Linked DNA regions of Mus musculus: regions 1, 2 and 4 are each linked to region 3. Evidence: chromatin contacts called from public promoter capture Hi-C data. All regions are on one chromosome and are shown on one strand. The core of a region is the stretch at or near the end of the contact, and the rest is flanking DNA. Distances in the headings are between cores, read along the strand shown.

Region 1 (6,193 bases), core at 483-2,982, 700 kb before region 3:
GATAGTGATTTGCTCAAGTTCACTACAAGAGACAGGTACGGGTTCCTAGGGACTGACTTCCAGTCCACTTCGATGTCAGGTCCACACACACCTTGCTTGCCTGCCTTTTGTTTGTTTGTTTGTTTGTCTGTTTGTTTGTTGTGTGTTTTCTTGAGACTGGGTCTAGCCAGGAAGCCCAGGCTAACCTTAAACCCTTTATATTCTCTCCTTGCCTTCTGAGTGCTGGGATGACGGATGGAAACACTGAGCCAGGTTCCTGCTGCCTGATTTCTATGTGCACCCAGCAATAAGGTCTTGGTCATTCTTCCAACTTCCTTGTGCAATAGCCTGAAATCACTTCTCCTTAGTCCTGCTCAGTTCTCCTTTGCCCTCACATAACAGTCAAGAGGATCTTTCTGACACATACATTTCTCTCCTCCCTCTCCCTTCAATGGAGGGTTCCTTCTTCTTTTGGCTTCAGTTCTCATCATCACATGTGCTCTAGGGGCAAACTGAACTTCCTATGTATTCTATTCTGACAGTGTGTTACTATGTAGCCCAAGCTGGTCTCCAAATTCAGGTCCTCCAGCCTTTACCTATCAAGAACTGGGATTGCAGGCCCTTGTGGTCACACTAGATCTCTAAAAGGAAAGCAGATTTAACTTTCCTTTGCAATGTATACAAGGGTGTATGTAGACCGCTCCCATCTCAGCCTCAGATTGCCAGGGTCCATTAAATCCTAGCAAGTGTAAAGACTGTGTTTAGTGTTTCACAAAGGGCTTTTCCACCTGTGCATGGAAGGCTTACCCTGTCCCCTCTCTGCCTGAACATAACTGTCTGGATAGACCTGGTTTCAATATCACCTGAGACTAGGGTTGTCTCTCAGCAGTAGACACCTTTACCATGCCAGAGGTCCTGAATTTAATACTCAGTAGGGCACACACAAGAAAAGTACCCCCCCTCCCCCAGCAATCATGGACCTCACTCCTTATTCCCCACCCAACCAAAAGAACTGAAAAATAGATAACAACTATAGTAAGGATCTATTTATTGGTCTAAATCTGAACTTGTTCTGTGACTTTGGCCCTCATTGTCCTTCACTGTAAACCAAGATAGTGGCCTGGAAGTGAGTGAGTGTGTGTGTGTTTTACACAGATAGGGGAGGAGCCCATGGTGCTGAGTCCAAGTTTTCATAGTCTGTTTCTGACACTTTATGCATATTTGCAACCTGCACACCTTCCTCAATAATCCACACTTGATCTTAGCCAAAAGGCCTAGAAGCGATCTTCCTCAATAATCCAAATACACTCTAGACCCTTCCCTTCAGTAGGAAAGAGCCCACTCGGTGAGGAGGATACAGAGGGTCGTGATAACAAAGCTGCTTTAGAACGACGCGGTCTTTTGGCAGATGCTCAATAAGAAGCAGAGGGTCATTGGGGGAGGGGGAATAGGGAGCGAAGGCAGTCCTAGACAAGTCTCCACCCAAGGTCACGGCGCCCGCCCAACGGGCGGCGAACCTAGGAAACGTCTCCCGGAAGCCCCGCCTCACCAGGGGGCCGAGGCCTCTCCCCTTTGAGCCCGGACGCGTTGCCTTTAAGGCTTTGAAAGAGTCACTGAATCTGTGAACTGACTACGGAGTGCTCGGTGTTTTGTCCCTCGTCGTCTGCCGTGGGCAGGCCGGGCGCGAGGGCGGGGTAGGGGAGCGGCGGCGGGGTCAAAGGCTAAAGCGCGCACCACGTGGGCCGGTGACTCCGTCCTTCCCGCAGCGGCCGTGGCGCGCAGGGCACTTGGGTTAGTGGCGCGGCGTGCGGCGCGGACAGGCGAGCCGGACGCCTGCTCCCGCCATGGTCATCAAGACGGACGAGTTGCCGGCGGCCGCCCCGGCCGACAGCGCCCGGGAGCACGGCTCGCAGGCCGGCGGCAAGGGGCGGCCGAACGCGGCTGGTGAGTGAGTGGGCCGGGGGCAGGGACAGCTGGGCTAGAGCCCGGGCCGAGTCCGGCCGGAGGGCTCGGGACTCGGTGGGAACAACCGTCTTCCCTCCGCGTCAGTGTGGGCGGTGCACTGGGCCGCCCCCGCCCTGAAGGTCACCTTCAGTGGCACCCCCGGCTACGGCCTGGACTTCGCACGTGGGGACCGTGGAAGGGCATCCACGGCGGACACACTCGCGCAAGATCGCGGGGACACGTGCGCGCACACGCGGTTTGGTTTCAGGGTGCGCCGCCGCCGCAGACCGATGGAATCGGCGGCCCCACCCCCTCCGCGCCCCTGCTTGGGGAGCTCTTGGGGCTGGGGGCAGTGACACTTGCGGCCCTGCCACCTTCTGGTTCTCTTGTCCTAGACGTTCCTGTGCGGCAGAGCTGCAGCACTGTGAGTGAGGCTCAGTTTGGAGCTGCCCAAACTTGGACTATGGGAAGAGCGCAAGTTGGGGTGTGTGTGTGTGTGTGTTATTGGGGTGGGTTGTCTCTGGTACATTCTTAGAGACAAGGGCTTAACCCCAAGTCATCAGGCTGTGGTCTCAATTCTTTTAGTTACTGGCCTCCACTTGATCAGGGGTTTGGGGTCCTGCCTGTGTGTGGGCAAAGCCTAGCTGTTTGTCAGGGGGAGGTGTTTGTGCCTGAACTTGATCATTAACCTGCCTTATTGCGAAAAGTGGGTCAGACTAGAGCTGCTGTTTTTTTAAGGCAAAGGTCATTAGTGTGGAGTGGAGCGCCCAGCTCTCCCCCGTGGGGGCTGTGTGGTGGTGGCTTTGGGAGTGGCAGAGGCTTGTCTAGGGGTGGGGCCTACTTCTCTTGTACTTAGCCTGTGCCCTTTCTGTTAGTTTTTTACCAAGTCTCAGGCTCCAGCCTTGAAACTGGAAACCCCTTCCTAGGGCCTCCTCACTTTTCCTCAGAGCCAGCCTGGTCCTTTCTACCCAGGATGCCAGTGAGTGCAGACCCTCTTTATCTCTCTTTTCCTCAGCTCATCTCCTTATTCTTCCCAGCTCCGGTGAGCAGACTAAGGCTAACACGGGAGTAAGGATGGCCCTAATGGGCCTAGCACTTGCTAGACTGTTATCCATCACAGTGGACTTACCTTGCCCAAGACAAGGCCTGAGTTGTACCCAAGCACAAGAAGTGCTGAAAAATGTCGTGGCTCTGAATCCATGGGCAGGCTGGGTAAGAGAAGGTTAGAGCTGCCTGTTTCCCCTCCATCAAAGAGATCTGAAGAGATATGAAGCAGCTTGTCCAAGGTCATAGTGATTTCATTGTCCAGGGAAGCATTTGGATTTCCAGTTTACGGCTAGCATGCCAAGTCTACCCCAGCCCAGCCTAGAGGAAGCTGAGGTGGGCATGCTGGGTTATTATGTATGTGATTCAGGGGATTTAGGAACTGGAATGGTAGTGGAGGATTTTTGATGAATGAAGCTCCCTTAACTATATGCTAAGGGACTCTTGGGTGTGTGTGTGTGTCAGGGGGTGCTGGGTTGGGGTCAGAGCATAGTTCTTCATCTTGGGGACACACAGGACTTTCTACTTGGTAGGATCTTGGCTTCTGTGTCCCAGAAAACTGGTATAGATAACAGACTATCCGGCCATCTTGGATCTGTTCAAAAGAAGAAAGACATAAATGGAGCCTGTGTCGTGTTTGTCCTGCTCCCCCTGCCCTCCCCCACCCATCTGCTATCCCATGGTAAGGTTTCTGCATGGGTATCAAAGTGTAGCCCCTGACCCACAGCCCCTCTTTCTAGAGCTCTCCAGTACCTTTGAGGAGGCGATCGAGGCAGGCCAGGGACAGTTACCTTAAGAATAAAGTAACTTTTAGGGGTTAAGAGAACAGGCAGGTTTTTCAAGTTCACAGTGGTGTGTCAGGTTCCTTCTGTACAGGGGAGGGCTCCCTGAGTTGGGCGTGGAAACTGAAGGGGACTTGGCAGACGAGGGGAGAATTTAGGGGCTTATAAGCTCTCCAGCAGGATCTTAAAGCTCTTTTTGGGTGGTGTCTGAGAAGACACTTGGACCTTGAAGACCTATTTCTGGTCTGGGGAAACAGGAAGGAGGCAAGCAGGATCTTCCATAAGCTGTCTCTCTGCCTCTGTCCTCTTGTCTTGAAGCCCTGGGTTCAAGGATGGGGCAGTGTATCTTTTGGAGTTCGACTTCCTGTTCTGCCCCTACCTGCTGATTCCTTAGCTAGGGTGTGGCCTGGCCCTGGCATAGTCTCTGAAGATGCTGTCAGACTGGAGTGGCATACAGAGACTACTTGTGGTTACTCAGACCCCTTTGTAACTCCTGCCTGTGACCATCTCTGGCTAGGGGAGTGCTGTCTAGGCCTAGGAAGGCTGTGTGTTGTCTTTCCGCTCGGATCTCTCCTAGAGACTGTAGGTGGAGGTTAGCAGTGTACTAAGTGCCATTTAGGCAGTTAGTCCCATTCTGCAGAGGATTGCCTTTTTATTTCACTTCCCTAAAACCTAGGTCTTCAAAGACCTCTAGGATCTGAGTGCAAGGGAGTAGAGACTTGGGTCATCTATGGCCTCATGCACCACCTGGACTGAGTCCTTAGGCTTCCAGGGGAAGGCACTGCTGTAGCCTGGTCTCTTGGGGAGAATGGCAATAGACCTTACTCTAAAAGTAGCGTGCAGAGGTTGGGTTTGGAACTTCGACACACATCCCTTTTCCTAGACTTAGCTTCACAGCCTTTTGCCTCTGTGACCTTGGACAGCTCACTTATAAGCTGTGTGGAGCTTTAGTTTCCTTGAATGAGATGGGATAGTTGATTTGAATATGGTCCTTCTGGGGAGATGGCCTCAAGTGAGCACTGGCTTAACGTTAACTTGAGTGAGACTCCTTTAGCATTGTTACCAGGCTGCCTGCTCCCCTCCCAGGATTAGGGTGTGTTTGAAGAGGGGGTTAAAAGGGATGGAGCTCTATCTGGATCTGACCCTTCTTGCCTCAGGTCATAGTGTGAGGCTCAGAACCTGTTAGGGCTGAAGAGAAGCCAACGGTCTGCTTAGCTGTCCCTGGGAATGGAGGGCCCTGGAGTGAGAGCCTTGTCCCCCTTTCCACCCCCATGCTGGTTAGTATGGATGCCAGAGCAATTCTCACTGGGCCCTGGCAACAAGTCAGAGGCCCTGCGAATGCGCTCTGGCGAGGCTGGGCATGCTGCTTCTCCACAGTGTGATGGCCTTCAGCCTCTTGCTGGCAGCTCTGTTTTTCCCCAGGGGAGACATTTGGTTTTCTCCTGGTGGCGCACAGGCTGCTGGGAAGAGAAGAGGTAGTCTGCCAGCTTCTTGGTGCAGCTTGAAGTCCTGAGGCTTGGGTGCAGTTGTCCTCTGGGAGATTGGGAGCCCATCCCCCTCTCACTAGAACCAGTGACTCTCAGGAAGAGGCCAGCTGCCAGGTCACCTGCAAGAGACAACAGGAGCCAGAGGCCCCAGCCAGTCCTTTGACCTAAGAGGAAAGCAGGGTGCTCTGTCGGTAGCTGGTGGACCAGGGGTGGCTATCTGATGGCCTGGGCCCGGGTCTGTGCCAGCTGTTGTCAGCAGCTGGCTGAAGCAGTCCTGCCTACCACTGGTGTAGATGGAGCTGAGGAGAGGACCCCCTTGCTGAGCTCTGCTCCTGCCAGCCTGCCCCCTATGCCTTCTGTCCACAGGGGCTCAGGTACCCCAAGTGCTGGGTTCCTATGTTCCCCTAATGGCTTTGCTAGCAGTGGTTCCATTTCTGAGGTATGTGGGGAGGTGGGCCTAAGTACTAGTAGTAGTTCTTTCCAAGGTCCTGAAGCCAGTGGGGCCGCCTGGCCCTCAGTTGTCCTTCTGCCCGACCTTGAACAGAATGAGAGGCAGGGGGAATGTGCCCTTCCCGGGGCTGCCCCGGCAGGCCTGGCCCCACTGAAACCTGAAGCCAGCTGGAGCTTCAGCCCTGAGCCGACCAGCTGCATTACCACAAGGATAGAAGCAGAGACTGGAACAAGGGACAGAGGCAGAAATGGGCCTGGGCCTGGTCAGGGGAGCTGGCTGCCTTACTGCCATGGCAGTCCTGAGACTTCAGAGCCAAGAAGAGCGCAGCTACTCACTGTACCAGGTGGGCTGTGGGGCTGTGTGGTCCCAGTGACTAACCAGATAAATCACTTGTCACAAATCCTGTGCTGGAGAGACTTTCAGGTCCCCATGGAGGAAAGAAGAAAGCCAGGATTGGCTGTCGTGGAGGAGAGGAAGCCCCTGGGGAGCATGGTCTTAAATCTGAC
Region 2 (6,205 bases), core at 2,968-5,467, 680 kb after region 3:
AGAAACCCAGCAGAGACACTCTGTGGTGACATCCCTGTTCTCTGAATACACCCTCCTAAGTAGAACTGTGTCACGGAACGCAGTGGAGTTGGCTGCTGTGTGGGGCTAAGGAGCTTCTCCACCAGCTCCGCTCCATAACCAGCCAGCTCTTGAATGAGAGGAGAAAGAATTCCAGAAGTGCTAAGTGCTGCTTCTAGAAGGTTGGCTATAGCCATGATCTCAGTGCTTGGCCCACTTCAACTATGGTTTGGGAACCTCCCAACTTTGGGAGACCCTGAGACCTGAGCCAATCACTGAAAGCCAGCTACAACCCCAGTGCCATTTGCATCCCTTAGTTGCTGCATCATCACCGTCATCATCTTATTATTTTGGAGCAAGGTTTTGCAAAGTAGAGCAACCTAGGCTGGAGTCCCCCATGCTCCAGCCTCAGCCTCCTGAGGGCTGGCTGGGACTGTAGGTATACACACCATTCATGGCTGAGGGGGTTCATATGTTCTGAAAGCAGCGCAGTGACGACTTGGGCGCATTCGTATTGCAGCTTCACAGATATCAGCATCTCGACAAGCGTTGCGTGAGTGTGAACCAGCTTTGTGTCTTTCTCCCCAGAGTCACAAGACTCTGATGGGAGCTAATGTCACAAAGTCATGTCCCAGTTTTGTCAGAAATACAAGCTCCAGGGGAATAAAAGCCTAACCTGCTCACCTCTAAATGGGTGAGCCTCCCTCTGTTCCTTATCAAAGGCTCCTTTGTGCTCAAGCAACTGAAACTGCAGCTACAAAATCCCCAGTCACCAAAAGTAAAATTCCTTTCCCTAAAAAGACAGCTCTTTGCGGGAACGTCTCCACAGCAATTTGCCCTGATAATCCTGGTTGAGATCATTCCCAGAGGACTTGCCCAGTGACATAACGTGAGACAGGTCATAGCACCTTGACTGGGGCTGGGGGTAGAGGGATGCGTGGCTTCTAGAAAGAAGAATTAATAAATTCAACAGACAGACTCTTTGGCTCCCCATGGCATGGTATATGACACACACAAAGAACATGGCAGAACTTTATCACAAAATCCCACTTAAAAAGAGTGTCCACATTAGGTGTAATGCTGTACACGCTCAGGAGGCTGAGACAGAAGTAGCCTAAGCTCGAAGTCAGCCTGAGGTACACAGTGAATGCGAGGCCAGCTAACGAGACACAGCAAGATTTCATCCCAAACTTTAAATGGCTATATAATGGAGTCCCTATATATTTAACTAGTTAGAGCATAAGAAAATAAGTCAAACTATTAATGGTTTTCTGTGCATTTTCATAATTAACCTTTTCAAAAACAATAAGCGATTATACTTGGGTTTTTTTTTTAATATTTTAAGAATAGGGTCAGTATACTCACTTTATTTCCTTTGGTGGCAAGGGGTCAAACTCAACTCCTTCGCCGAAGGACAGGGGACAGAGTCTCGGTGAGCAGATGGCAGCTAGCGAGTGGGTCAGAGATGCTGGGTTCTTCCGGGAGAGGAGAGAAGGGATAAAGCTATGAGTGACCCGCCTTGTGGTGACCACAGTCTGGCCCTACAAAGGACAGGGCTGGCCCATGGCATGAGAAGAGCATTAGACAGGGCACCGAAGGTCAGGGTTCAAATCCCAGATCAGTCTAGTGCCCCTCCCTACTTCTCAGTGACATGCACGCATGTGCACAGTAGGCACTGTCCATCCTAAATGGGCTTTGTGCCCTCTGTAGAGCTGTGTCACACGTCCTATGTCCTTATCTGTGTGCTGGGGGGAGGGGAGGGGTGCCCCCCTTCCCATCACCGAAGGTTTGAGAAAGGCAGAAGAGGAAGCTGACCTGATGAACACACTATGTCCACATCAGGACTGACGGGAGGGCCCTGTGGCAAGAAAGCCCCACAACTCAGACTTAACTCTTCAGAACCCTCAATTATGCAGAGCCCCTCCCCCCACGCAGTTGTCCCAGCAATAGTTAGAGAAAGGCTAAATCCTAATGCCAAGAGACAAAGCTTCCAGGAGTTTTGTTTTTAAGGTAAAGATCCACCTCTGCTTCCCCATCTCCTTTGCCTCTGGGGTTGATATAGCGGCCGCCATCCATGCCAGAGGGTCCCCACAACTGTTAACAGTGGAGGCCAGAGATGCCTTCGCTCTGGGTCAGGCCTCCACTAACCAGAAAGCTTAGTGTGTGGAATACAGCTTTGACAAATTCAGGCAAATTCAGGTGACCCTCTCTGGTCCCCCTCTGTGCTCCAGTGCAGAGATAAACACAGTGTGGAAGGACCTAGCAGCCCTTTGTACTCTCTGGTTCTCCGAGAGCTGTCATTTTCTTTGCTTAATTTAAGAGCAAGAACTCCATTTGTGCCAGGATGTAGAAGAGGCAGTCCCACCCCTAGGACAGAGAAGGAGGCAAGTGTTTCTAAGAGGTTGGCTCAGGGATCTTTACTGTGTTACCAGCAGAAGATGCAAAAGCCAAAAGCATGTTGGGGAGCTGGGGTACCATTCCAGGGCTAGGATGGAGTTTACTGAGACCAGTGGGGGAGGGGATATATAGTTCAAGCTAAAGGAAGTGGACAGAGGGTGTGCATGAGGTGAGGCCACAGAGCTCTCCTACAATTCCAAGACATCTTTCTTCTAGGTGTCCATACTGGTTTCTCCTGTCCTGCCTCCTTTGTATCCCCATCCCTGCTCCCCAGACAGACATTCCCTGGGTATCCAGGGGTGGGAGAGAGTCAGTGCGCTATTGGGTCAGCAGCAGTGATAAGATAGACCCACACAGAGACACTGAGCCTGGACACCAAGCCACAGGTTCTGGAAGAAGCCTGAGAAAGCTCCCCCAGGAGGCCACATAGTGAGGAAGGGCCACCAGGACTTGAATGGGAAAGGTGAGAGGGTCAAGGTTCATGTCAGGTGCAGGAATCCATGTCAGAGGCACCAGTGAGTGTCTGATCGGTGGTCAGAGCAGGAAAGATGAGAGAGACTGAAAGACCAAGCTGAAGCAAGTTTCACCTTGGAGTGGAAATAAAAGGTGCTGGTTTTTGCTGGGACAGGGTCAGTAGGTCAAGAAGGCCCCACACCAGCAAAGCTCCATTTTGGTCCTTAAGCATAACACTTGCCGCTGACCTCCCCATGGGAGGCACAGTCACAGCTCTCCTTCAGTCTTACTTTGAGCTTCTACTGTAGACAGGATGTGGCCTTTCTTGAGCTGTGCTCTGAATATCATCACCTGAACAGATCCCAAGACAAAACAGACTTGGGAGTTTTTCTTGCAAAGAGTTTAAAGGAAAAGAAGGAAAAGGATTAATACTTTCAAAGCCCTGGCCACCTGGAGGACGCTGATCTCATTAAGTGCAGAACACTGGCTGGGAAAAAAAGACCTACCAGACCCTGAAGACTCTTGTGTGTGACTAACCCCAAAGGCTGTGGTCCGCCTTGCGCCAGGAGCCCAGAGCACACCCCTCTCCCAGGTCCCGGCAGAGGGAGGCCGCTTTGGGAGCAAAGCCGCGGGGCGTGGGCCCCCCGGGTGGGGAGGGCCCGGGATCCCTGTCCGTGTCCCGGGAGCCCCACCCAGCCCGCCCCAGCAGGAATGTGGTCGAGCCGCAGCCTGGCAGCCTCGGGGGCCGCCACCTCGAAGGGAGGAGACCGCGGCTTGCCTCTCCCGGGGCTCCCGCGCCTCCCAGGCGATGACAATTTTCCAGCCACTGGCTCCAGCTGGCCAGGCTCTCTCGCTACGCTCCCGCCCCGGCTCCCGGCGATGGCCACGCCGTCTCGACGGGCGGGTGGCCGCACCGACTGCGAAAGCTGGAGACTCCCCGGGGAGGGCTGCGGGTGGGCCGGGACTGGGAGAAGTCCGCGCGGGAGGCAACTCACCGGGACTATAGGGGTCACCGCCGCATCGGGCTCCAGCGTCCCTGCGACCGGAGCGCGCTCCCCACCGCCGCCCGCCGTCGCTGCGAGCCCCCAGTGGCTGGGGCTAGGGCTTGGGGGCAGCCCCGAGTCCGGGCTGTCCAGGACGCCGTCGCCTTTTTTCTTCGTGTCCACGAGTTCAGGGACATCCTGCAGGCTCAGCCGGCCCACCATAGCTGCACGTGTGGCGGGACCGGGCACAGCCGCCGCGGTGTTGGAGTGCAAGAGAGGGCCGCACACGCGGGCCGGGGCCGCTGCCCTCCGGGCTGCCCTCCTTGCCCCGCCGCCGGCGCGTTGTCCGGGTGTCGCCAGCGGCCGCGCTCGTTCGAGGCCCCGCCCTCCGCCCCGCCCCGAGGGCTGGCCCAGCCGCGGTGACCGCCGAGAGGCCAAGCGCCAGGGGCCGCTGCGCTCCCGCCGCGCGCCGCCCAGCTCGTCCGAGCGCCGATCTTCCCGCGACGGGCCTCCCCTCCCACCTCCCCGGCATGCCGCGACTGGCAAAGCTGCGAGGCTTCGTCCGGCCCCGCACCCTGTCCCTATGGTCCACGGCGATCCTTGCTCCATGCACTGTCCCCCGGCCCCCGAGAGGTGCTAATATCTCTAGATCTGGCAGCCCAGAGCCAAGGAGTCCCAGTCTGCAGAGGCCGGGGGCGGGGGGGGGGGGGGGGGCGTGGGGAGAGAGGACGAGCAAACAACTGGAAATTATTAATACTTAATGCGCTTCGTATGGCTCCAGCGGCCTGTTGGCTCAGCAGGGCCTGCTCTGGCTCTCACGTCTGCCCCGGAGGAGAGAGGGCCTACTCCTCCGGACTCCCGGGGGCGTCGATCACTCCCTGGTCCCGGGCACAGCTGAACAGGCTGTGGCCAGTCCAGGCAGGGAAGTTCTGAGGGTGTCACAGGCTTGGATCTCCCAAAGAGACCAGCAAACAGAGCAGCTCTCTTAGGGAGTCAAGATTCCCCTTATGGAGGCCACAGTCTATTCACTCACAGGAACTTTCTCCCTCTGTCCTATCAGAGGGAATCTCTTCTACAAACAAAACAAAACCTAAACTCAACAGCAAACAGACTGTGGTCCTTCCTGATAGGTTTGACAGAGAAGCTCTTCTTCAGTGGGAAGTAATTGAGTTGGGGTGTGCCTAAAATCATTGTCTTTTCTTCTTTCCTTTCCTTTCCTTTCCTTTCCTTCCCCTTCCCCTTCCCCTTCCCCTTCCCCTTCCCCTTCCCCTTCCCCTTCCCCTTCCCCTTCCCCTTCCCCTTCCTTCCTTTCTTTCTTTCTTTCTTTCTTTCTTTCTTTCTTTCTTTCTTTCCTCTCATGGAGATGTCCCGGGGTCAACACCAAGTGCCACGTGCTCCACCAGAAGTCTTCCCTGGATCACCTTCGTGGTCCAATCCACATCTTTGCAAGAACAAAGAACATCTGTCCTGCTTGGGGCAGATTTGTTAAAATATATATATATATATATATATATATATATATATATATATATATATATGTTCAGAGTGACTAGATCTACCAGCAAAGTTCAGTCCTCCTTTCTCTCTACCCATCATTTTTGATACGGAGAGAGAAGGGCTTGCCTTTAATCATGTGATGGATAGAAGGCAGCTTGCTAGGAACAGAAAGCCAGGGTCATTCCTTCTACAGAGGATACATCCTGTAGGGGGCTGGACTGGGAGGTTGTTCATTCATTCAGGGGTGGTGGGAATAGGTTACAAAAATCTACAGTGTACAGTACTGGACAAGTGTCTAATGCAAGGACAATCTGAGGTGTCACACTTCCCTACCCCTGTTGACCTCAATATCTGTACACCTTGCAGAACTGGACCCCCACATCAGAGGAGAAACCTCTGTGCTTTCTGAGGGTGTGAAAAGTGGACTGGTCAGACTGGGAGAGATGACCAGGAAGGTAGCAGTTGCTCCAAGGAGATGGTAACCTCCTGCTTCACCAGGCCAGAAGAGCTGGAGGTCGGGACAGAGAAAGCTCAGAAGCTGGGCCAGGAGGACCACGCCCCATCTCAGTGCGGATTGTTGTGGGGGCAGTTTGGGAGGTGCCTACTTTGGGACTTGCTGACTCCAGAGCTACACTGCCACCCTCTGAGCACCATTCTGAGGCCACACTGCCACCCTCTGAGCACCACTCTGAATACTGATCTACATTCCGGCAGAAGACCCACGGAGACATCAAAGCTGCTAGCATGAGCAAGAGAGCATGAAGCTGCCAGACTTTAGAGGCTTCAAGAGAATTCAGGGAGACACGGTTTTGGCACACTTCCTCACTGCACCGGTGATCAGAAAGCAGCTGGCCCAG
Region 3 (6,944 bases), core at 3,930-6,429:
GCCAGCCAGGGCTATATAGGGAGAGCCTGCCTCAGAGCAGGGGAAGGGGCCATTAAAAGATGAAGCCAATGAGATGGCTTAGGGGTAAAGGTGCTTGCTGCCAAGCCAGGTCACCTGAATTTGAAACCTGGGGCCCACTTGGTAGGAGAGAAACAATTCCTCCACGTAGCCCCCTGACCTCTCCCCATGTTTGGTGGCCACTGATACAATTTAAAAAATAGCAGAAAGGCAAGTTGGGGGTGTAGCTCAGTGGTTGAGTGGTAGTCTGGCATGGAGTCTCTGTGCCTGATCCTTAAAAACTTAAATAAAAAGGCAACACTGTTTATGAGAAGATAATGGAGGTATTTATATTTAACAGAAGACAAAAAAATTCTTCTAGTTCATTAATGCTGCAACCAAAGTTTCTGTTCTCCAGGACCTGCTCCAGCTCTGCAGCTAATGCCAGCCTGGAGTTCCTGACCCCTCTGCTGCTCCAAGCACTGGAGTGACAGTCACATGCTACCACGTCCCAGAAGAAACCCAAATTCGAGGGACCAAAAGATGTGGACACTTCACAAGATGTACAAATAAAGACACTGAAGGATGTTCAGTGTCCTTCCTAATCAAGGAAACACAAATAGAAGCCCAGCGGTGAGCTAGCCTTGCACGTACACACCCACCGGCATAGTTAAAACCAGAAAGGGACGACACAGAGCACTGGCAAGCAGAGTTCTCATAAACACTTTGGAAAAGCTGGCGATTTCTTATCAAATTAAGCATTCAGTTTCCATATGACCTAGCAATTGCACTCTCAGATATTTATCTGTAAATATCTGGATTACTTTGCATGTACAAGAAATTTAATACATATTACATAATTTATGTATATATTATGAATAATTTATATGCAATATATTTAAATATTTATATGCATAAAGATCTGTATATAAATGTTCAAAGCATCTTCATTTATAATAGCCAAATATATATTTATATATAAAGCCTGTAGTCCCAGCTACTTGGCAGGCAGAAACAGGAAATGACTGAGGCCAGAAGTTCAAAGCCAATCTGTGTAGCGTGACAGTGCTTTTAAAAAAAAAAAAAAAAAAAAAAAAAAAGCAAACCACCAACCAAAGCAAACCCAATGAACTCACTATGTAGCTAAGTATCAACCCCTCTACTGCTACCTCTCAAGTTGGGACATCACTGATCTGGACCAACCATCAAATTACTTTTGTGCGGTGCTGGGGATTAAGTTAGGCAAACTAAGTAATACTCTACCAACTGAGCTATAGCCTTGGACTTTTTTTTATCAGTTTCCTTTTTTCTTACTACATAGTGTCAACTTTCAAATTCTGCCTTAAGAGTTCTTTGTTTATGGGAATTTATGGGAATGTTCCACAGAACCCATCCAGCGGAGTTCTGGCTGTTGTTTTTTAATCTTTATTCATCTTGCGTGTGTGTGTGTGTGTGTGTGTGTGTATGCGCGCGTGCTCAACTTGCAAAATTGCAAAATTCAGTCTCCTCTTTCCACCCTGTAGGTCCTGGGGATCAGACTCTGTTAGGCTTGGTGGTAGGTGCTTTACTGAGCCATCTTACAGGCCCCCCATGGACAACTTTTTCTTTGAAAAGTTGTTTCTGGCTTGGGTGTGATAGCTCACACCTGTGACCCTACCACCACTCAGGAGGAAGAGGTAGGAGGACTAACAGAATTGGAAGCCAGCCTGGACTACACAGTGAGTAAAGGCTATCTATATACTCACCACATGGCAAGACCCCGTTTTAAAACACTGGGCAAGGTGAAACAAAAGTCAATTAATTTCACATAAAGTCAATAGCTTCATTAACGGCCTAGTTATCTTTAAAACTGTATGCAGGTTAGTACTTGGTTTCAATTTTATTACTTTTTCTCTGGAACATTTAAAAGTACTTTAGGGGCTGGAGAGTCAGTTAAGAACAGTGGCTGCTGCCAAAGGACTGGAGTTCACTCCCAAGCACCCAGGTGGCAATCACAACTGTCTGTCATCTAATTCTAGGGGATCTGACACCCTCACAGACTCACAGGCAGTGGAACACCAATGTACATAAAATAATAATTAAAAAAATGAAATAAAATACCAGGCAAGGTGGCACACGCCTTTAACCCCAGCACTCAGGAGGCAGAGGCAGGCAGATTTCTGAATTCGAAGGCAGCCTGGTCTACAGAGTGAGTTCCAGGACAGCCAGGGCTATACAGAGAAACCCTGTCTCAAAAAAAAAAAAAAAAAAGGACTTTAAATTGGGCTGGAGAGATGGATTAAAAGCATTGGCTGCTCTTCCCAGAGGTCCTGGGTTCAATTCCCAGCACTCAAATGGTGGCTCACAACTGTCTATATCAACGCAATCTAACACCCTCTTCAGGCATGCAGGTTACATGTAGACAAAACATCCATATGCATAAAATACATAAGTAAATGAGTCTTTTAATGTATACTAGAAGCTGGGTGGTGGTGCATGCCTTTAATCCCAGCACTTGGGAGGCAGAGGCAGGTGGATCTCTGAGTTGGAGGCCAGCCTGGTCTGAGTAAATAGAGCCTTGTACTTCTACTTATCACTACAGTTACATTTTATAACTTTGGGCCCTAGTGCTTCCATTTTCCACTGTTTGCTTAACCACTGGGGCCTGAAGCTTTTGTGCTGACACTTTTGTTCGCTAATCATCAGGCAACCAATGGTCTCTACACTCCATCACCATCAACACAAACAAAACAAAACACAACACTACGGATCCTGGCATGGTGGAACATCTTTAGCCCCAGTACGTGGGCTTGAGTTCAAGGCCGGCCTGGTCTACATAGCAAGTTCTAGGATAGTAGGGATAGTCTTTAAAACAAAACACTATTTTATTTATGAACAAAACATGTAAAGAAAGAAAAAAAACTGCAAATTTATCTATGAATGAAGTCTAAGTAATACTTCAATATTGGAAATAGCTTTCTAAAATATTTTTATTTAAAGAAAACTCAGCAAATTATTCAAACAACCTTATAAACGTTCGTTATAAAAGTAAAGAATTATTTGCAATTGCCTTAAGGGTCCAAGGTGGCAGCCTCTTAAAATTCAGAACAATCCAAGCTTCACATTCCAGTTCAACATTTCTACAGCCCTAACGTATTCAAATACCTCCATTCTGACAACTGTTTCCCCTCTTCTTTTCTTCTAAGCTGCTTAGATGTCTGTCCCAGGCTTTTCATGATTTTAGTCATTCACACAACTAGCAAACATTATCTAGGGACTAAAACTTGCCAGATACTGGGATATCACCCTAAAGGGGGACTGAAAGTAGCTGCAGGCTACAGTCTCTACAATCTCCTGAATGAAATACAAAGTAGCTAATATTTACCAAATAAACATGTACACCTGTGATGATTGCTAGCTGTACTAGCAGAAGCTAAACACTAAATCTAGAAACTCAGTCCTCCAACTAGCCCCTTGCTCGGCTTCAGCCTCATTTTTACAAACAAGGGAAAGAGTTTGGAATGTTGCCCAAAGCCATACATAAGTGAACAAAAAGGAGTTGGAGTCTCCAAATGCATGGATTTGGGCTAGTTACTTTGCCAACCAACTCAGTAACAACTGAGCTGAACAGGAACACTGTGGTAGCAAAAGAAACTGGAACTATCAATGGCCTCTAGAGCAAAAATATATTTAAAAAGAAAAAAACAAACAAGGCCTGGCAAGGAGACTGTGAGAAGAGTGTGCTGACTGAAATTGACTAGTTCAGCCAACAAAAGACTATTCCAGGGCTGGTGAGATGGCTCAGTGGGTAAGAGCACCCGACTGCTCTTCCGAAGGTCAGGAGTTCAAATCCCAGCAACCACATGGTGGCTCACAACCATCCGTAACAAGATCTGACTCCCTCTTCTGGAGTGTATGAAGACAGCTACAGTGTACTTACATATAATCAATAAATAAATCTTTAAAAAAAAAAAAGACTATTCCAGTGGGGATGGAAAAGTTAAGTGTGGAGTTAAAATATACTTCAACTGGTGATGGACTAGGTGTCCAGAGTCGGGCAAAAGGATGCTCTGTGGTAGAGGTGCCTGCTGTGTAAGCCCAGCTACCTGAGCTCAATCCACAGAATCCACAGCGGAGTGGGAAGAGAAACAACGTCCCAGAGTTGTCCTCTGGCATCCGACGCACATTCGCCATCCCCAAGATGTCATACATATGTGTACATACTACACACTGGCGCACGCGCACACACACTCTTTTTTAAAATTCAGACTTAGAGGGACATAAAGGATTTGCTCTGATATATGTTCAATTGAAAATGACTTTGAAGATAGAGGGCAGATCGAAGGAAGCTCAGCAGGAAAGAATTAATAACATGCAGGTGAAGGGCTATAAACTAGTCTGCAGAGGGCCTTGGCTCGACAAAAAAATCTATGGGGTTTGCCGGTAAAATAAGGAAAAAGTTGTCAACATGAAACACAGAACACTAGCAAGAGAGGAGTGTTAGCAGAAAGAAGCCAACAAGCTCAAACAATTAGGTCGGCTGAAAAATTTTAAAATGTCTTCTGATTTGGCTACTGGGAAGCCACTGGTGACTTCGGTCAGCGTTTTCTCTCTCGTGACCAGAGAGATGTCTAGTAGCAATAATGAGTTAGGAGGATGTAAAAGAAGTAAAACAGCCGAAAACAAGTCCAAAAAGTTTGGGGTGATGGAGAAAGGGAGGAAACAGAGGCCGCCGAAGATAGACAGCGGCATGTTTATTTGTCTTGTTTTCTTAGATGTAAACAAACTAAAAAAACTCGTGAGTTCTTCTGCCAGTACCGGGTTGCCTCCAGCATCCTCTGATGGTCTTAGAGACCCCGGGATGCTCCCCCGCGGCCGTATAATTTCCTCCCTGACGCTCTCCCGATCGACAGCGGCTCCCTCCCCGGGTCCTCTTTGCACCGCTCCAAGGCCGCGCTGCTAGGGCCATCGAGCCCGCTCAGGGTCGTCTCCTTACCTCGATGGCCCCCTCGCTCAGGTGTCCCACCATGGCTGCACCGCTAACTCCCGCGCTCGCGCTCTTGCACCGCCTGAGCTTCTCTGCCGGGGTCCCGCGGGCTGCTCAACGATTGGCTAGAGCAACTGTGCGTGCCGATCCGCCCCCAGCGTGAGCGCGGTGCGAGGGGCGGGCCTAGACGCCGATAGCCACCGCATTGGCTACCGCGCGGCAGGCAGAGCACGTGACTCTTCCGAGGCCGGGTTCGAGGCCTAGTGGCGGGATGGCGGGACGTGAGGGCGGGGCGCTGGGTCGCAGTGCGCCTGTGTCAGCGCGGTGCTACTGAGTTGTTCCCCCGCCAGCTGTCGGAACTTTGCCCGCCCAGTCCTTTGGCGGACAGACAGAATGGCAACCCAGGGAACAGTCGGAGCTCTCCCCTGGTAACTGCTGCTAAATATAGTCAAAGCAGTGACCTGGGTACTTCTTCACGCAGTGCGTGCCCGGCGCCGGTGCCAGGCCCAGAGCTTGGCACTGTGGGATAAACAAGGTAAATCAGACTCAGTCTCCGCCCTCTTGAGTTCCACCTGAGAGTTGTGGCCGCAAGGAACCCAGCCTCAAGGATGGTAGACGCGATATGGGCCACACATGTGGAGCTCCAGAGTGGGGGTCAAAAATCAATCAGGCTTTCGAGAGGCGATGCGGTTTGAACTGAGTTAAAGTGTGTGTAGAAATTTGTCAGGTGGATTCCAGTGAGGATAGTGATGTTCCTAAAAGCCCAAATGGCCTATGCAAAAGTATTGGAGAGCCTGGCGTGCTGGCTGGCTCTGATCTGTTTGTAATCCCAGCCTTTGGGATGTAGAAGCAGCAAAAGTTCAAGGTCACCCTTAACACCGTTGAGTTCGAGGTCAACCTGAACTAAATGAGACCCTGAAAAATCAAAATTTGGGACCCAGGCGTGGTGGCATTCGAGGTAAAAGCAGGCAGATCTCTGAGTTCGAAGCCAGCCAGGCTAACATAAGATCCGGTCTCAAAAAAAAAAAGTAATAAAAATAAAAAGGGAGAGAGGCTATATGAACTGAAAGAAAGACCTGGAGATCAAAACAGAAAACTGAGCCGTCTAAGAAATGAAAATATTTAACTTCATAGTTGCTGGAGTAAGAAGTCTGGAAAACTTTGGGCAACTAAGGTAAACAGGTCTAGAAAGACTGGAATAGTAGCCATCTACTGGTATTTTGATCTCTGTTTGTACAACCACAACCTACTATAGTTTCTCAAACAGTTCCAAAGAATATGTCTGGGTGAATTGGTACCACACCACAGATTAACTCTCCTTCAGCATATCAACAGCTATAGAAAACCCCAGAAGAAATGATTTTGGTTGCGTGTCACTTGGTAGGATGAAATCTCGATTTTCTAGAACTATGCATTAATAGAAAGCTGAATCTTCATGTTCTGACTTTACAGAGCTGCGGCAGCATGGATCTACCGGTGGATGAATGGAAGTCCTACCTACTTAAGAAGTGGGCTTCACTCCCGAAGTCTGTGCAGGACACAATTTCTACAGCAGAGACTTTGAGCGACATCTTCCTTCCTTCTTCTTCCCTTCTTCAGTAAGTGAATGGAAACTTCAGGGAAATTTTGGTCTGGAAAATGTTCTGCCTTGTCATTTGGTCTGAATATCTCTTTTTTATAGGAGAGAGTAGCTTTATATTTTTTATAGTATGGGGCATTTAGCAGTTACTGTTGGTTTTCACGTTTCTCCCTAGTCTGTGATTATAGAATGGGTAGGCATAACTGCTTTCCTCTTTTGGTATGTGTTATACTTAAGTAATTTAGTATCTTGCTGTCGTCCCAGTGCTGTCACTCAAAGGATATGGTGCAGGTTGTGTAGCTGCCCATAGAAGCTCATTCAGTACTAATAGTGAGAAAGAACCCTAGCAATTGTTTAGTTGAGACCCAGAAATTTTCAAATTCTATGGACTGCATTCACTGG
Region 4 (6,803 bases), core at 1,668-4,167, 830 kb after region 3:
AAATCTTCAGTCTGTGGAATATAGAGTTAAAAATCCGGAGTTGGAGCGATGGGTTAAAAGCAATGGCTGCTCTTACAAGAAGACTTGGGTTCAGTTTCTAGAACCCATATGGTTCCTTGCAACTGCCTCCAAATCCAGTTTCAGGGAATCGACTGCATCTTCTGGCCTTGAAGGGCTCCTGAATTTACATGGGGCACATAAACTCATTCAGGCCCAAACATACACACATAAACAGTAAATAAGTAATTTTTTTTTTATTTAAGAATAAACACGGACAAACCAATGACTTCCTAGGAAAGGTAGAAGAGTCACAGCTTCTAGGATGTGGAGGGCAAGCAGAGGCAAAGGCAGTGAGAGGTGGAGCTTAGTCGTTTCTTTTGAAAGTTTAGCATTGCACTTCTGTGCTGCACACCTAAGGTGAGAATACACCACACGTACAAGTGACACATACATGCAATTATAGAATTAATGAAAAGCCCTTTGCAGAGGGAGTGCTGGGAACAGGGCCTGTCATTGTGAGCTGGTATGAGGAAGTGGGTTATTCACTTCCTAACTGCTCCCAGTTTCTTCATTCTTCTCTTCCTGTTCCTGGGTCTAATCCCAGGCATTAACAGATTTCACACAACGCAGCCCTTGACTTAAGCTACTTCATCCGGTGACACCTATAGAGAGAATGCCAGGCCTCAGTGTTGGCAGAAAAATTCTAGATTTACCAAAAGATGTCTAGACACTGTACTGCATGGGCAGTTTAAGGGATTTCAAGGGGACTCATGCACAGGTCACATACACAAAAATACAGTACAAATCTTAAAAGGTTGAGAATTTTTTAAAAAGATTTATTTGTTTTATGTATATGAGTACACTGTAGTTCTCTTCACACACACCAGAAGAAGGCATCAGACCACATTACACATTACAGGTGGTTGTGAGCCACCATGTGGTTGCTGGGAATTGAACTCAGGACCTCTGGAAGAGCAGTCAGTGCTCTTAACCGCTGAGCCATCTCTCCAGCCCAAAGTTGAGAATTTTTGCAATTTGGGTGACACTAAAGAATATCCCTGGGGGCTGGTGAAATGGCTCAGTGGGTAAGAGCACCCGACTGCTCTTCCGAAGGTCCGAAGTTCAAATCCCAGCAACCACATGGTGGCTCACAACCATCTGTAACATGATCTGACGCCCTCTTCTGGAGTGTCTGAAGACAGCTACAGTGTACTTACATATAATAAATAAATCTTTAAAAAAAAAAAAAAAAGAATATCCCTAAGAGTCTTCTCTTCCCAACAAGAAGTTTTTTGTTGACTAAAGTCTCCTGTCAACTATATTAAGATGTATGGTCATAATATTAGAAGTAACTGTGTAGGTTTTTGTAAGGTTTTGTTGATAGAGGGAGAAAGATCTTCCTTAAGGGAACTGACATGGGGTTATAGTGTAAGAAGAAGCACATTAGGAGCTATGGATATTGCTTTGTGGTAAGACACTTATCTCATGTGCCAAGGATTTGTTCAACCTCCAATACTAATAAAAAAGAAAGGAAAGAAAGAGTGTGTCTCATTTAATGGCTATTGGGAAGGTAGCCCAAGTAAAATAATTCTACTACTAATAATTAGCATATATGGACCATTAATACTTTATTTTTTTGTTTTTCAAGACAGGTTTCTCTGTGTATCCCTGGCTGTCCTGGAACTCACTTTGTAGACCAGAGGTTGGGGAGACGTGTGCATGTGTATGTGTGTTTTGTCCAGGAGTAGTTTTCTCCCTCTATTTTGAGGATCCTGGGGAAGAGACTCAGGTCAGCAGGCTTGGTGGCACAGTGCCTTTACCCACTGAACTATCTCACTAGCCCTCAGTCTTTTAGTTATGGTACAGATTTGTCTTAGTTTGCTTTACATTGCTGTGATAACACAGCATGACCAAAAACAACTTGTAAAGTAAATAATTTATTTGGATTACAGGTTATAGTATGTCGTCATCAGGTGAAGCCAAGCCAGGAAATGGAGCAGAAATCACGAAGGAATGTTACTTACTGGCTTGCTTTCCATGGCTTGCTCAGCTTGCTTTTCTATACAATCCAGAACCTGCTGCCCAGGGGTGGTACCTCCCACAGTGGGCTGGGCCATTCTACAGCATCAACCAAGAAAATGCCCCCACAGATTGCCCGTGGGCCAATCTGATGGAAGCAATTCTCAACTGAGGCTTCCTTTTCCCAGATGACTCCAGCGAGTGTCAAGTGCGCGCGCACGCGCACACCAGCACAAGGGTCATTTTCCAGTATGCCGCCCCACAACCCTATTCTGTCATTCGTTTCCGCAATGGAAGTATCCCACTGCCAATTCCAAACCACTCCAAGAGTTTAACCAGAGAAATGGAAGAAGCCGCACTAGCTGGAAAATGAATAGAGTCTTAAAATCAACCATAATCCGAATTCTCTAGTCACGGGGCTCCCTCTAGGTTTATCCTGTCAAAGAGGACAGCTCGGCCCAAACTCAGCAGGGCGTAACAACCTCGGAAACACAGAGCCTAGAGAAGACGTGTTCGGTCCCCAGGCTGAAAAACCCATCCCCACCTTTACCACCATCCAGACTTCCGCTCAGCATAAGAACCGCCACCTTTCCAGCCTAGCAGGGGAGATTCGACCCTGGCCTAGAGCTGCCCCTTCCACCGCAGCTTCCTCCCGAGGGGGTGGAGCGCTCACCTGCTCGATGGCGAGTTGCACCTCTGGCGTGAGCTGCAGCACAGCCTCCAGCTCCTCCACAAACTCCAGTTCCTCCTCCTCCATCATCCCGCCGCTCAGCCCCCGACGCCCTCTCCAATCCTGCTCGCGACCTGTCTGTCACCAGGACCCCAGAAGAGCAAGCCTCCAGGTACGGGGCTCGAGGGAGCCGCTACTTACTCGGCTAGCCTGGCACTTCCGGAGAACTGGGCACTTCCGGGAACCGGGGGACTCTGGGATAGCGGAGGACTGACTTCCGCAGGCATGGCTGTCAAGTCCCTGGAAAATCTCCAGACAACCCTTAACCTCAAGTTCCCTGTTCGCACGCGGCGGGTTCTTAAGATTGAAAGCCCTCTCTTCTTCGCCCAGGGCGCATCCCCCACCAGCGCCGTAGTGTCGCCCGGGCGCCCCAGAGAGCGGTAGCCACGGCAGTGTCCCAATGGATGGGCAATAAGCCCCGCTGGCCATGAAGCCAACGTGCAACCCGCTCGCTGGATCCCCTTGGTCTAGGGCAGTCTGTGTCCCCCTGCCATCGGGAGTGAAATGACCCCAGCTGGTAAGTGGCAGTGTTGCCAAAGACATTTGAGGTTTGGGAGAGCTTCTGCTCCTTAGATAAGGATCTACTGGGCAGAATTGTCTGAAGCCTCCTCGCTAGGGTGGGGAGTAAGGAGAAAAGCGACCCAACGCTGGGAAGTGTTTGGTTTTTGAGACCGAATGTCCGGGCTGTACATCCTTATTTACACCCTTGATAACCTTATGATCTTGAACAAAGTATTCCCATCTGCCCTGCTTACACTACGTTAGATGGGGTGACATTAAATATGGAAGTATTATGCAAACTTAGGCAGGTAGTACAGGAAATGTTAGGGTGTTTAGCCGCGTACATTACAAAAAGAGGAGCCAGATAGCCCTGTGGAACCGCTTTTCCAGCAGGCACTGGAACAATGATGGAATTGCAGCCAAGGGAAGGGTTGCCTTACCAGTTCAACATTGTGAAAACCTCGACAGAGGAGTATCTGGCCCTGCTGAACTTTTTTTTTTTTTTCCGTACATATAGTTTTATAAAAATTGCTTCAGGAATAATATAATTTGCTTTTTTTTTTTTAGTTTTTAAAAAACATTATAGTTTTAGGAATGGAATTTTATTGTTGTTTTAGTTTGCCCCCCAAAAATGTGTGAGTAGTATAAGTTTTAGCAACAGCAACAAAAGAATGCTTTAAAATATAATTGCAGGAGGACTGTGAGAGACATCAAGATGGCTCAGCCAGTAGAGCATTTGCCCTCAAGCCTGATGCTTGAATTCATCCATCGAACCCACATGTTGATAAGAGAGTTCTAACTTCCACAAGTTACCCTCTAACCTCCACACATATATTATTGACTCATAAAAGTATTATTTTGACAATTATTTAATGACATAGCGATATATGCACAGTGTATTTCAGAAAGCAGAATATTTATTTCTGAGAGCAAAATTGGCTGGGTGTGATGGTACAAGCCTATAATCCCAACACTTGGAAGGTGAAGAGTAGGTGGATAAGGAAAATGTACTGTCTCAACCAAAAGCAAATGACAGGGAAATATATTTTTTCTTTATTTTCCCACACATCTACAATCAACATATGGTACTTTTTTTTGTGTTTGTTTGTTTGTTTGTTTGTTTTTCAAGACAGGGTTTCTCTGTGTAGCCTTGGCTGTCCTGGAACTCACTCTGTAGACCAGGCTGGCCTCGAACTCAGAAATCTGCCTGCCTCTGCCTCCCAAGTGCTGGGACTAAAGGCATGCGCCACCACTGCCCAGCTTTTTTTTTTTTTTTTCTCCATATGGTACTTTTATTATCAGAAACCATAGGTGCTGTCTGGATGTGGTGGCACATGCCTATAAATACCAGGATTCTGGGACCTGAAGCAGAAAGATGGAGAGTTTGAGGCTAGCTGGACTATGTAATGAAATTCTGTCTTAAAAATCAAAAAACAAAGGCTGGCAAGATAGCTGAGCCATTAAAGATGCTTGTTGTTCTTCCAGAGGATCCAGGACTTAAGTTCAGTTTCCAGCACCTTCATTGAGCAGCTGGCCACCGTGGAACTCCAGCTCCAAGGCATCAGACATCCCCTCCAGGAACACCCACACACAAGATGCACATATACATAATTTAAAAATAAAGGGGACAGAGAGATGGCTCAGCAGTTAAGAGCACTGGCTGATCTCCCGGACGACCTGGATTCAATTCCCAGCACCCACATGGTGGCTTACATCAGTCTGTAACTCCAGTTCCAAGGGAGCCAGCACCCTTTTATAGCTTCCTTGGACACCAGGCATGCACACGGTCTACACATATACATACAGGCAAAACACCCATACACGAAGAATTAAGAGATAAAAATAAGGTAAAGCTGAAAGGTGAAAGCGGGGTAGAGTGAGAGGAGAGAGAGAGAGAGAGAGAGAGAGAGAGAGAGAGGAAAGCATGTGTATCATTCTTGAAGGAACAGGAATGTGCAGTTTTATCGTGCCTTATTTTTCTATTTTAAATTAGATAGAATTTGCATGCAGTGAGATTAGCCGTTTCCGGTTTCCAGTGCTGTACATGAGCTTTGATAAATGCATGTTGTCATCGTGTCAGCACAGCACAGTCCGGCGGAGACACTTCCATCATCCCCTCCTTCACACCCACTCTATTGTCTGCAAATCACTGGCTGAGTTTTCCAGAATGTCATATAAATTCTCCAGGAATGGAGTCCTACAGCATGTCACCTTTTGACTCTTGTCTTCTCTCACTTAGCATCGTGGATCTGTGATTCATCTGTGTTATTATTTGTGCCATCAGTTTGTTTCTTGCTCCGTTGATTTGTCTATCTACTAGGTGATTTGGAAAACATCCGAGTTGTTTTAAATTCTGAGACGTTGTGAATAAAGCTGCTATAAACGTTCCTGTCTAAAGTTTTCTGTAAGTTTTTCATTCGCTTAAGTGTATGCCTAGGAGTAAGATTGCTAAGTGGTATGGTCTGTCTGTGTTTACAATTATAAGGAAGGGTGTTATTTTCACATTCCTACTGACAGTGTCTAAGAGTTTCAGATACTCAGAGTTTCCTTTTAATGGTGATAATAGCTAATGTTTCCTAATGCTTGCTATATGTCATGTACATACCAAGCATACTACAGCCTTGACTCTTAATCCACAAAGCAGTTCCAGAGTTTAATTACCATAATCCCAATTTAACAGATGAGAGAATGGAGAGCTGGTTCAAACAAACCAAGCACCCTAGACCCTCTGGCTTCTGTTGCTCCTTCACTCAATTAATAAATGTATTCAACACCTGTTCCTGCTGATGACAGGCACCTATGCTCGGTGCTGAATTCAGCAAAGAACCAGATACATCAAACGCCTGTCATCACATCTAACTTCATGTAAGGAGATGGCATTCATACAATAAAGATGTAATCGTGATAAGTCCCAAGCTAGGTCAGGACAGTGCACACTGAGAGAGTGTGGGTGCGGAATGCCCCTGGGGAAGCTTTCTCCAAGAGAGTGATTTTTAAGCTGAAGCAATTCGGAAGAGAAGGCATGACAAACCCAAGTAACAATATGTGCAGAGCCATAGGGAAGAAAAGACTTGAAAAGAGTTTTGAAAGTCAAGAGCAGAGGTTGGAGTAGAGGCTAAAGAACTGGGTGGAGCCAGCTCCTTAGTGTTGAGAGCTGTCCTAGGGAAATGGATAGCCTTTGAAAGACTGGAGGCGAGGAGTGGTGACCTAGGCTCACTGCTGTCATGGCCCTCTGGGTTTTTTTCTCTGTGTCTGAGCTTCCTGCACTCTTACAGAGAGTCTGAAACCAAGGCTACTATGTCCAGGCTGCATTCACACTGTCTGGTTCTTGCTGGTTGTCCTCTTGTGTATCCATTTTCAGTGGTTATATCTGCTACAACTGGAAACCATTCTTCCTTCTGAAGCTCCCAACTCCATTATATATTATATTGTCTTTAATTGCAAATTCAACTTAGGGGATTTAAAAAAAAAAATGTGCCGGGCGGGCGCATGCCTTTAATCCCAGCACTAGGGAGGCAGAGGCAGATTTCTGAATTCGAGGCCAGCCTGGTCT

What was found. Promoter capture Hi-C pulls out the DNA fragments that hold promoters and counts their contacts. Capture Hi-C pulls out chosen DNA fragments and counts their contacts.
Region 1: a promoter capture Hi-C map of neural stem cells shows a contact between it and region 3. The contact joins the promoter of Cluh here to the promoter of Smyd4 in region 3. A contact is called at or near these places in 3 of 39 promoter capture datasets (liver, neural stem cells and pre-B cells).
Region 2: a contact with region 3 is called in a promoter capture Hi-C map of liver, with 2.6 times the contacts expected there. The contact joins the promoter of Rflnb here to the promoter of Smyd4 in region 3. A contact is called at or near these places in 3 of 39 promoter capture datasets (liver and pre-B cells).
Region 4: a promoter capture Hi-C map of liver shows a contact between it and region 3. The contact joins the promoter of Vps53 here to the promoter of Smyd4 in region 3. A contact is called at or near these places in 1 of 39 promoter capture datasets (pre-B cells) and 1 of 9 other capture datasets (liver).

What each region holds. Positions count from the first base shown.
Region 1 is chr11:74,647,772-74,653,964 of GRCm38.p6, forward strand. It overlaps Cluh (clustered mitochondria (cluA/CLU1) homolog), which reads left to right and starts at 1,733. Exons shown (of 26, transcript NM_001081158.3): 1 at 1,733-1,923. The coding sequence starts at 1,824.
Region 2 is chr11:76,023,565-76,029,769 of GRCm38.p6, forward strand. Rflnb (refilin B) reads right to left here and starts at 4,218. Exons shown (of 3, transcript NM_029658.1): 1 at 3,864-4,218; 2 at 1,384-1,493. The coding sequence starts at 4,073.
Region 3 is chr11:75,343,254-75,350,197 of GRCm38.p6, forward strand. It overlaps Smyd4 (SET and MYND domain containing 4), which reads left to right and starts at 5,180. Exons shown (of 11, transcript NM_001102611.1): 1 at 5,180-5,498; 2 at 6,416-6,561. The coding sequence starts at 6,428. Rpa1 (replication protein A1) reads right to left here and starts at 5,130. Exons shown (of 17, transcript NM_026653.2): 1 at 4,973-5,130. The coding sequence starts at 5,005.
Region 4 is chr11:76,176,721-76,183,523 of GRCm38.p6, forward strand. It overlaps Vps53 (VPS53 GARP complex subunit), which reads right to left and starts at 2,918. Exons shown (of 22, transcript NM_026664.4): 1 at 2,693-2,918. The coding sequence starts at 2,779. It also overlaps a transcript of Tlcd3a not described here.